2 separate regions of the Oryctolagus cuniculus genome follow, and region 2 is linked to region 1. The links are chromatin contacts, called in public Hi-C maps. All regions are on one chromosome and are shown on one strand. Each heading gives the region's core, a stretch centred on a gene start, on an enhancer-like site or on the middle of the called end of the contact. The rest is flanking DNA. Distances are from core to core; before and after follow the strand shown.

Evidence for each region. A called contact is a pair of places that touch in the nucleus more often than the background predicts.
Region 2: a Hi-C map of an unstated tissue shows a contact between it and region 1, with 2.9 times the contacts expected there. The contact joins the enhancer-like site here to the promoter of TRAF3 in region 1. A contact is called at or near these places in 2 of 6 Hi-C or Micro-C datasets (ear pinna and an unstated tissue).

Annotation. Positions count from the first base shown.
Region 1 is chr20:45,857,409-45,862,391 of mOryCun1.1, forward strand. It overlaps TRAF3 (TNF receptor associated factor 3), which reads left to right and starts at 2,299. Exons shown (of 12, transcript XM_051834870.2): 1 at 2,299-2,534.
Region 2 is chr20:45,992,820-45,997,571 of mOryCun1.1, forward strand. TRAF3 (TNF receptor associated factor 3) reads left to right here. Exons shown (of 12, transcript XM_051834870.2): 12 at 1-277. Among named protein-coding and RNA genes, the nearest start is that of AMN, 4.6 kb to the right of the region's middle. Within about 2 kb of position 1,457, at least 1 of the 8 cell types and tissues checked has an H3K27ac peak or open chromatin away from gene starts, as enhancers often do. A contact at or near this core is called in ear pinna, where this site is marked.

The DNA of each region.
Region 1 (4,983 bases), core at 1,049-3,548:
GGGGGAGAAGGAGGAGGAGCAAGAGCAGAAGGGGAGGAGGAGGAGGGGGAGGAGGAGGGGGAGAAGGAGGAGGAGGAGGGAGAGGGGGAGGAGGAGGGGAGGAGGAGCTGGGGGAGGAGAAGGAGGAAGAAGAGGAGGAGGAGGAAGAGCAGGAAGAGGAGAAGGAGGAGGAAGAGCAGGAGGGGGAAGAGGAGGAGGAAGAGCAGGAGGGGGAAGAGGAGGAGGAAGGGGAGGAGGAAGAGAAAGTGCAGGAGGAGGGGGAGGAGGTGGAGGGAGGGGGAGGAGGGAGAGGAGGAGCAGGAGGAGGGGGAGGAGGAGAGGAGGAGCTGGGGGAGAAGCAGGACGAGGAAGAGGAGGAGGGGGGAGGAGGAGGAGTTGGGGAGGAGGGGGAGGAAGAGAAGGAGGGGAGGAGCAGGAGCAGGAGGAGGAGGGGGAGGAGGAGGAGCTGGGGGAGGAGGGGAGGGGGAGGAGAAGGAGGGGAGGAGCAGGAGGAGGAAGGAGAAGAGCAGGAGGGGGAGGAGGGGGAGGAGCAGGAGGAGGAAGAGGAGGAGAAGGAGGAGGAGGGAGAGGAGGAGGAGGGGGGAGGAGGGGGAGCAGGAGGAGGAGGGAGATCAGGAGGAGGAGGAGGAAGTGGAGGAGGGAGGGGGGAGCAGGAGAGGAAGAGGGGGAGGAGGGGGAGGAAGAGGAGGGGGAGGAGCAGGAGGAGGAGGGAGAGGAGCAGGAGGGGGAGGAGCAGGAGGGGGAAGGAGGAAGTGGAGAAGGAGGAGGAGGAGGGGGAAGTGGAGGAGGGAAGGGGAGGAGGAAGAGGAGGGGGAGGAGCAGGAGGAGGAGGGGGGAGCAGGAGAGGAAGAGGAGGAGGAGAGGGAGAAGGAGGAGCAGGAAGAGGAGGAGGGGGAGGAGGAGGAGGGGGGAAGGAGAGGAGGAGGGAGGAAGGGAAGAGAAGGGGGAAGGAGCAGGAGGAGGAGGGAGAGGAGCAGGAGGGGGGAAGTGGAGGAGGGAGAGGAGGGGGGAGGAAGAGAAGGAGGGGGAGGAGCAGGAGGAGGAGGGAGAGGAGCAGGAGGGGGGAGGAGGAGGAGGAGGAGGAGGGGGAAGTGGAGGAGGGAGGGGGGGAGCAGGAGGGGGGAAGTGGAGGAGGGAGAGGAGGAGGGAGGAAGAGAAGGAGGGGGGAGGAGCAGGAGGAGGAGGGAGAGGAGCAGGAGGAGGAGGAGGAGGGGGAAGTGGAGGAGGGAGAGGAGGGGGGAGCAGCAGCAGCAGCGCGGGCTTGACCAGCAGAGGTCGCGGCCCCGGCGGCGGCCGGAGCCCGGAGCCCGGAGCCCGGAGCCCGGAGCCCTCGCGTTCGACGCCGCGGGCAGCCGGGAAGGGAGGGAGCGCGCGGGAGCCCTGCGAGGGGCCGTGGCCGCCGGGTCGCTGCTCCCTGGAGGCCCGGCGGCCGTCCGCCTCGAGGCCGCGTCCCCACGCAGCCCCCTCAGGACGCCGGGGTTGGGCGCCCACCCTGAGAAGTGGGGGCGGCGGGCGGCGCGGGGGCTCCGGGCCCGTGGTCCGGGTGGGGGCGGCGTCGCGGCCGGCCGACCCCAGCAGGCAGGACCCCGGCTGAGGGCGCCCGAGCCGAGGCGGGCGGCCAGGGTTCTGGAGTCGTCCGCAGGGCCGGCGCACGCGGCCACCCGCGCTGGCCGCCCCCTCCACAGCAGTCGCGGGGCGGCACGGGTCACCGAGGGGCTCCTCGGCGCGGGCCTGGGCCGTGGACGCAGCCCCCGGGGGCCTTGATGGCGCACTGGGGACTTGGGGCCGCGGCCCGGCCCGGGAGCAGAGGGCGCAGGCCCGCCGACGACGCAGGAGCCGGCGCCCGGCTGTCCACGCTGGCCCAGGACGCGGCTTCCTGGGTGTGGGAGGGAGGCACCCGGCCACGCCAGCCCCGAGAGGCGCAGGCAGGGGCCGATGGCCGCGTCCGCGGGGCACGAGGCCGTGGGCCTGCTGCGACGGCCGCCCGCGGGCGCGCGTGACGGAGCGTGAGGAGCCGCCCGCCCGCCCCGCGCCCCGCGTGGCCTCTCGACCCGGAACGGCGGGCGCGGGGGCGCGCAGCGGCTGTCGGGGCGGGGGGCTCCGGCCGCGGGCGAGGCCCGCCGGGGGGCGCACAGCGCGGCGCCGCGGCCGAGGGCCCTTAGCAACCAGCCGCGGGGGCGCGCGGGCTCCCGCCGCTCCCACGCGCGCGCGCGGCGGGGGCGGGGCGGCGCGCGCGCCGGGGCGCGCGCCGGCGGCCGGCGGGGATTTCCAGCGCGCGAGAGGAAGTGCCGGCGGGAGGGTGCGCGAGGGCGCCAGCGAGCGCGGCGCGGCGCGGCCGCCGCGTGCGCGAGCCGGGTGCAGCCCAGCAGGGACTTTCCAGCCGGCGGCAGCGGCAGCGGCGGCGGCGGCGGCGGCGGCCGCGCCGGCCCTTCCCCGCCCCCCGACATGGGGCTGCCCGGGGAGCAGGACGCTGCGGACCGCGGCGGAGGACGCGCCCGGCGCCCCTGAGCCGGCCGAGCGGCGCGCACCGCGGGGTAAGGGGCCGCGGCGGGCGGGCGGGACGCGGACGGGCCCACCCTCGGCGCCTGCATCCCGCGCGCCGGGCGCCGGGGCCGGGCCCGGGGCTGCCCGGGGCGGCGCAGGCCCAGGCGGCGCGGCGGTCCGCGCGGCCTCGCCCTGCGCCCCGGCCCGGCTCCCCGCCGCCCCCCGAACGCCGCAACTTCGGGAAACTTTGTGGGGGAGGCCGGGCGGCGGGGGCCGCGGCTTTTCAGGAACCGGGGCGCGAGGCCTCCCGGCCGCCGCGAGCCCCCCGGGGTGCTGAGGCGCCGGCGGCTCCTGCCGGGCGCCCGTTCCGTCTACACCGGCGACCGTGCTCGCCGCGGGCTGCTGGAGGTGATTTTTTTTTTTTTTGAGCCATTATTTAAAAGTTTACACTGAGTCATGCCTCTGCGGATGAATGAATGATTCGCAGGCGGGAGCTGCGGCGGCGGGCGGGTCCGGGCCCCGGGCTCGGCGCGCCCCGGGCTGGTGCGAGAGGTCGCCCGCAGCGGTGTGTGCGTGCCGGGGGCCCGCGCCGGGCCCCGCTTCCACGCGGGCACCTCCCGGGGGGCGCGGCGGCGCTTGGCTGGGCAGGGGTGCAGGACCGCGGACGTGCCTTGCAGGGGAGAAGCCTCCGGACGGGGCCCGTGCAGGGCACCGCTCGGCGTTGGCCCTGTCTGAGCGGTGCGGGTGCGGGTGCGGGTGTGCGTGTCGTCGTCCCTGATGCATTTGTTTTTGTGGAGTCATGAGGGCTGCGTGGAGCAGCGCGCTCGCCGATTCCTGATTTACATTCGCAGCACACAGTTGACGGGAGCCATCGTTTCGTGTTTTCCCCTAGCACTTGGCGCGGATACACACTGGTGAAGCCTGGGACTTGTTGTCGGTTGTCGTCTACGTGTCTGTAAAATGCCTGTGCGCAGGATGGGCAGGTGGACCAGCTGCTGGCTTTAGAATCTTCTCGTGTCTTTAAAATGGCCTGTAAAAGACTGCATCACATGTAGGGAGTCTGACAGCCGGGCGCCGCGCACCGCCGGAGTGTTTCTCGCTGCATTGTGACAGTGGGGACGTTAAGAATTGGTCCAAAGATGAAAAATTCTTTGGCCGAAACAAAATAAAAGCCTTATCAATTTAGCAGCTTGGAAATAGCAGACGAGATTGGAAAACCCTGGTGGAGCGTGGATTCCGGCGTCACTGGTTAAAATCAGCCCGTGTCGTGGATAAGGGTTAAGATGTGAGGTGTTTCGCCCAGACGCCATCTGTTCGGTTGTCACAATGCAGGAACCAGGAAAGCAGAGAGCTGGCTACGGAGAAATCCAGCCCTTTTTTTTTTTTTTTTTTTGATATTCATGTGAATTTTTCTGTGAGGGGAAAGACCAGTTATTTCCCTTGGATGCTGTCCATTCTTTTTGGTTTTAATAAGGTGGCCCCACTAAGAAGGCTGTAGACATTCCATTGGGAACAGGCGATGGCAGTGGCCAGTTGTTTCTTTAATTCCGTTGGAATATCTCCACGCTTGTGTGCGGCTGTCCTTCGTTCGACTGAAACATCTGAGCTGCTTTTTGTTTTCCTCGGTGTTGGGTGTTTGGGATTTTATCCTCTAAGCACCTCTGCTAGAATCCCTTTCCTTTTTTTTACTGTGCAAATCAAGAAGGAGCTTTCTGGGGGTGTTAGCAGAATAGACATGCTAATGAGCTAAAAGATGAGAATGATTTATCACCTCCTTAAAGTCCTTTCTTATGATGCTAAAGCTGCACTACCAGAAAAATAAAACTGTCACTGTGGTGTTGCAAGTCTAAGCTAGTTCAGGCAAACAAAGGAAACTGCGTTAAATTTGCCCATCTCTGTTTTCTCGTTTTACTACAGCAAGACTCTCCAAACGTCAGCCTTTCAAATCTTACACAACAGCCGAATCTCCTTGCAGGGTCCAGGGGAGGTCTAACTCAGCCGAGGTCCAGAGGCCCAGGGTGGTTTCTGCAGAGTCAGGACCCTGTGTGGGTTTCTTCGCAAGTGGTCTTGGAGGAAGAAAAATTATTTGCTGTTTTTTTGGGGTGAAGGGGATATAGTTACTGACGTAAGGTACAGAGAGAAATTAGGAAGAGCCACAGAGTGAGAAAGGAGGAGGTGAGGCCAGCGTACTTGGAAGGTGACCAAGGAGAGGCAGCTAAGGCCTGAACCTGGAACGATGCTTAGATTTGCTGTGAGTAGGAGGAGTGAAGCCTGTGGGCAGGAGGGCGGTAGGGAGAGGGAATGGGGAGAGATACCTACAGTTTACACCGCAGTGTTAGGCTTCAGGGTCCTAAAGGAGTTGATGGAAATGGGAGAAAATTCACCTTTATTTTATTTATTTTTTATTTTTTTGACAGGCAGAGTTAGGGAGAGAGAGAGACAGAGAGAAAGGTCTTCATTCCGTTGGTTCACCCCTCAATGGCCACTGCAGCCGGCGCT
Region 2 (4,752 bases), core at 207-2,706, 130 kb after region 1:
CTAAGAAAAAACAAAAAGACAGTGTGAGTTATTGCTCAGCAATAATCATGTTGTTAATATGCGTTAGCAACATGTCTGACCTGATAGCATTATTATGTTTTATATTTTTGTTGACTGTATATTGTGTGTGGTTTTATTTGGTATTTATTTGTGTTTTTGAGGTCTTGCAATGTTTTTGTGTTTCCTATGCTAATAACTAAAGTTTGTAAGACTGTAGAATGCAAAACTTTGAAATGCTAAACTGTCTTATTAGAGGAAAATAAATCTGATTAAGGAGTCCTGGCTTCTTGTCACACTGCGTCTCCCAGGCCACACGCCGTGTGGCTCTGCACCTTCTAGAACACAGACTTCAGTAAGGACCCTGCGAATTGTGTGCGGTCCGTGGTGTGGCCTCGGGGCCTCCCTTGAAATCCCAGGCCCCGGCTCTCAGGGTGGCTGGCACGGGAGAGGCCAGCCGGTGCCGACCGCCAACCACCGGCCTGGGGCTCTCATTAACCCTTTGTGGGACTTGGCATCTCTGGGCCTGCTTCCGCATCCCTAAAATGGAGGGGCGGTCTCTGCTTCCTTCCTGGAACCAGCGGTCATTAATCAGTGGTTACTAATCAGCGGTCGCTGATCAGCGGTCACTGATCAGCGGTCACTAATCAATCCGGCGGCGGCGAGCAGGGAGGTGTGGCAGAGCTTAAGCTGCCACTTGAGACGCCTGCGTCCCACACGGGAGTCGCTGGGGTCAAGCCCACCCGTCTCCCTCCCTGCTAACAGGCGCCCCTGCCACCCTGAGGGGAGACCCAGATGGAGTCCTGGCCTCGGCCTGGCCCAGCCCCGGCCGTCGCGGAGTGAGCCTCTGGGTGGAGGTCATGCGCTCCTCCCTCCCCGCCCCTCCCTCTCAGAAGCCGAAACCCGGCAGTGCTGACCCTGCTGACCGACGCGCAGGCGGGTGCTGGAGCCCCGGGCTCACCGCCCCGCGGCCAGCTCCCTCTGTCCAGCAGTTGTCTGGGGCAGCCCGGGATGAGGAAACCCCACCTCACCCTGAGGCGCCCCAGAGCCACCCGAGCACCCCCGCCCCCAGAGTACACACTGTCCTGCAGCCTGGGCAGCGCCCTGCCCAGCCTCACTCCCTTCATGGCACTCCGTGGGGCCAGGGCCAGGGATGCCCTCAGCCATCCGGCGTGCCCCCCCATCCTCCCTCCAGAGCCGAGGCTGCTCCCAGGGGCCCTGCACTGGTGCGTTCCAGCCAGGCCCGTGCTCTCAGCCCAGCCCCAGGCTGAGGCAGCCATGCTGGCCTCGCCACAGTCCTGCCAGGCCGTGGTGCCCAGAGGCTGTCCCCGCCCTTGCAGGCCCTGAGTCTGTGAGCCCCTGTGCTGGTGGTGGGGGCCCACGCGTCAGCCTTCTCCCTGGGCTCTGGCCCAGCAAGCTACAGGTGTGGACGCTGCCACCTGGGACCCAGGCCAAGCCGAGGGACGGGCCAGGCCGGCCGAGGCGGCCAACCAGGGTTTCAGAAACTCTTCTTTCACCCCTCTGGAATCTTTTCCCCCAGGAACAGAAATAGATAGGAACCCCCGAAACTGCTGGGCTTGGGCCTGGGCCGGAGACAGATGGGACCCCTGCAGAGCCGGCTTCAGGGGGAGCTGTGCCAACCACACAGTTGGCCGGCAGCAAGAAACAGGTTTGGGCAGGGCGTTTGGTGCCGTGGCTAAGCCGCTGCTGTGTCACCTGGCATCCCCGATCAGAGTGCCCGGGTCAACTCCCAGCGGCTCTGTTTGCAGTGCAGCTTCCGACTCTGCACCCTGGGAGGAAACAGGAAGGGCCCACGTACTTGGGCTCCTGTCGCCCACATGGGAGACCTGGGTGGAGCGCGTAGCTCCCGGCTCAGCCCGCCCCAGCCTTGGCTGTGTTGTACCATCTGAGGAGTGAACATCAGGTGGGAGATGCAGCTCTTTATCTCTTTCTGATGAAAATAAATAAAAGCTCAAAAACACAAAATGATGGGGCCAGCACTGTGGCGCAGTGGGTAAACCACCGCCTGCATGCCAGCATCCCACATGGGCGCAGGTGCAGATCCCGGCTGCTGCACTTCCAGCCCAACTCCCTGCTAATGGCCTTGGAACGCAGCGAAAGGTGGCCTAGTGCGAAGGCCCCTACACGCACGTGGGAGATCCGGATGAAGCTCCTGGCCCCTGGCTTTGGCCTGGCCCAGCCTGGCTGTTGTGGCCATCTGGGGAGTGAACCAATGGCTGGAAGGCCTCTGTCTCTGTCTCTCTCTAACTCTGCCTTCCAAATGAATATTTAAAAGAAAAAAAAAAAAAACACAAAAGAAACCAGATGAGAAACTGGTATTCCAGAGCCACAGGCCCCTGACCGCAGCCTGACACCCAGACCACAAGGGGCAGGAGGGTGGGTGGCACACCCCGCTGCCGCCTTCCTCCTGCCTGTGGGGGTGCTCCAACTCCGACAGTGGACAGGGCCTGCTGAGACTGCCGTCCCACAGCCTGGGGTGCACGGGTGTGTCGCTGAGGGGTCAGTCACCAGTGCAGGGTCACCTGCTGGCAGCTCCGCCCACAGAGGCCAAAACCACCTCAGCCGGACCCCAGCCGAGGACCAGACCTCCGGCAGAAGTGGCTGTCCCTGGCCAGAGCGCTCGGGGGAAAGCCACGTGCTGAAACGTGTGTTCCAGTAAGAAGAGCGAGGCCTGGGAAGGCCAGGGTTTGCACAGGGTCTGGGGCGGCCCCGCCTGCTCTGGCCTCTAGGACAGCCAGGGACCAGCGACTGCAGCCCTGGCCCAGCCCACCTGCTCCCTAGAACCACAGAGTGAAAAGCGTTAGAGGTCAGATCCGGAGCCAGAGTCCAGGGGGTTTCCCGTTTTCTGAAAGAGCCGTGTGATCCAATCCCGAGCCAGCCGCCTCCTGGTGACACCAGCAGGAAAACCGCAGGGCGGTGTGGGAGCCGGCACAGCGGCTGGCCGTGCCCTGAAGCCCCGGCCCGAGTCCTTGGTGAGAAGTTGGGGACGGAGGGCAGGAGAGCCTCCAGGAGCTGTCCTGGACCCACTCCCTGCACTCGGGTGGCTCTCGGTGGACCCTGGAGCTCAGAGCCCACCTGCGCAGGCCCCAGGGAGGGTGCAGGGCCGTGCACCCCCGGGTGTCCCCGTCCCTCGGGGTAACGTTGGCGTCTGTGCCCTCGAGCCTGGACCCCTGCCACCTGCCTGAGGCCTTGCAGCCACCAACAGGCGCCACGGTGGGCTCCGCGGTGTCTGGGGACACGGCCTCTGTGGGCAGTGAGCTGGCCGGGGCTATCCCAGTGAGCAGCGCTCTCACTGGGGCAGTGTCTGGCTGGGATGTCCGCGCTGCCCGGGAGACCGCTCTTGGCCAGCCGTGCTTTAGCCCCTCAGACCACCCTGAAGTGGCCCCTGTCCACGCACTCGTGTCCTGGCAGAGGCAGTGACCCCGACCTCCAGCTGGGGGCTCCTTTCCTTCATCCCCAGGGGCCTGTGACCCCTGTCCCTGCCTCCCGTCTGGAGGGGAGAGGTGGAGGCCGGGCAGCGCTGGCCCCGCGAGAACCCCTCGCATCTTGGGGTGCGGCTCCCGCAGCGCGCCGAGGAGCCCCGGGGGTGCAACAGGGTCAAGAAGCCCCCTCGCCTGGAGCTCTGTTCCCCTCCGCCAGTCCAGGGCTGCAGCGCGAAGGACCCAGGCCCTTGTGCCCTGTAAGGCGGGCTCAGCTACCTCCCTTTGCAGGCGAAGGATGGAACAGGCTGAGTGGTGGAGCTCACACAGCGTTTGAACCAGGACCCGGCTCGGAGCTGGTGCGGCCACTGCTGGACGCCCCCGCGGGTGCCCCAGCTGCCCTCCGCCTTGGCTGACAGCCGTGGCAGCCCCTGGGCACGCAGCCCCTGGGCACGCAGCTCCCGGGCACGCAGCCCTGGGCACGCAGCCTCCTGGGCCCTGCTCTCAGGCGTCGTCGAACGCGGGCCCAGCAGCAAGGCGCCCAGCAAGCCCCCGGCCCGACCCAGCCAGGGACCCGCTCCTCTTCCTGCCAATCAACCTCCCGGGCAGGGCCGCGAGCCCGGCTGGCCAATCAGAGCGTAGCAAGCCTGGCCCTCGGGGATTTGATTGGTGCAGCGTGGGAAGCAGACGCCAATCAGAGCGAGCGCCCCAGCCCGGAGGGCAGCCGCCACGTCCTAGCACCGGCCTGCAGGTCTGGCCCCCCGTGTGGCCGCCAGCGACTCTGCCCGAGTGCTTGGCGGTAGTCCTGTGGCGGAGCCCCGCCGGAGGCCGGGCCGACCTCTGCAGCTGGCCCCGCCGCGCCCGCCAGCAGCCTCACCCCTGCCCCGCCCCGCCAGCCTCCGAACGGTGGGCGCATCCTTGAGTGTGGCGTTAAGGCTGCCTTCCCAGCAAGCCCCGCTGGCCGTCGGGGCGCCCCACTGCCCTCTCCAGGTGGGCAGCAGTGGCTGGGGAGTTCTACTCCCCAAGGCTCAGCGCCCCCGGGCCTGCCCTCGGGGCAGTCCACTTCCGGCCTGCGCAGGAGCCCCCACCTCTGGCCATGCCTTCCTAGCCTCTTGGGCCCTGCGGTGGAGTCCACTTGGCCAGCCCCTCGCAGCCGAGGGTGCGAACCAGGGAGGCCCAGTCAATCAACCTGCTTTCGAGAGATGCGAGATGAGGGGCAGTAGGGTGCAGTCCAGACTGCCACCAGATGCCGGGTCCCGGAGCCCAGCAGGGGACAAGGCCAAAGTCCAGCACTGTGTCCTCTCCCCACCCCGAC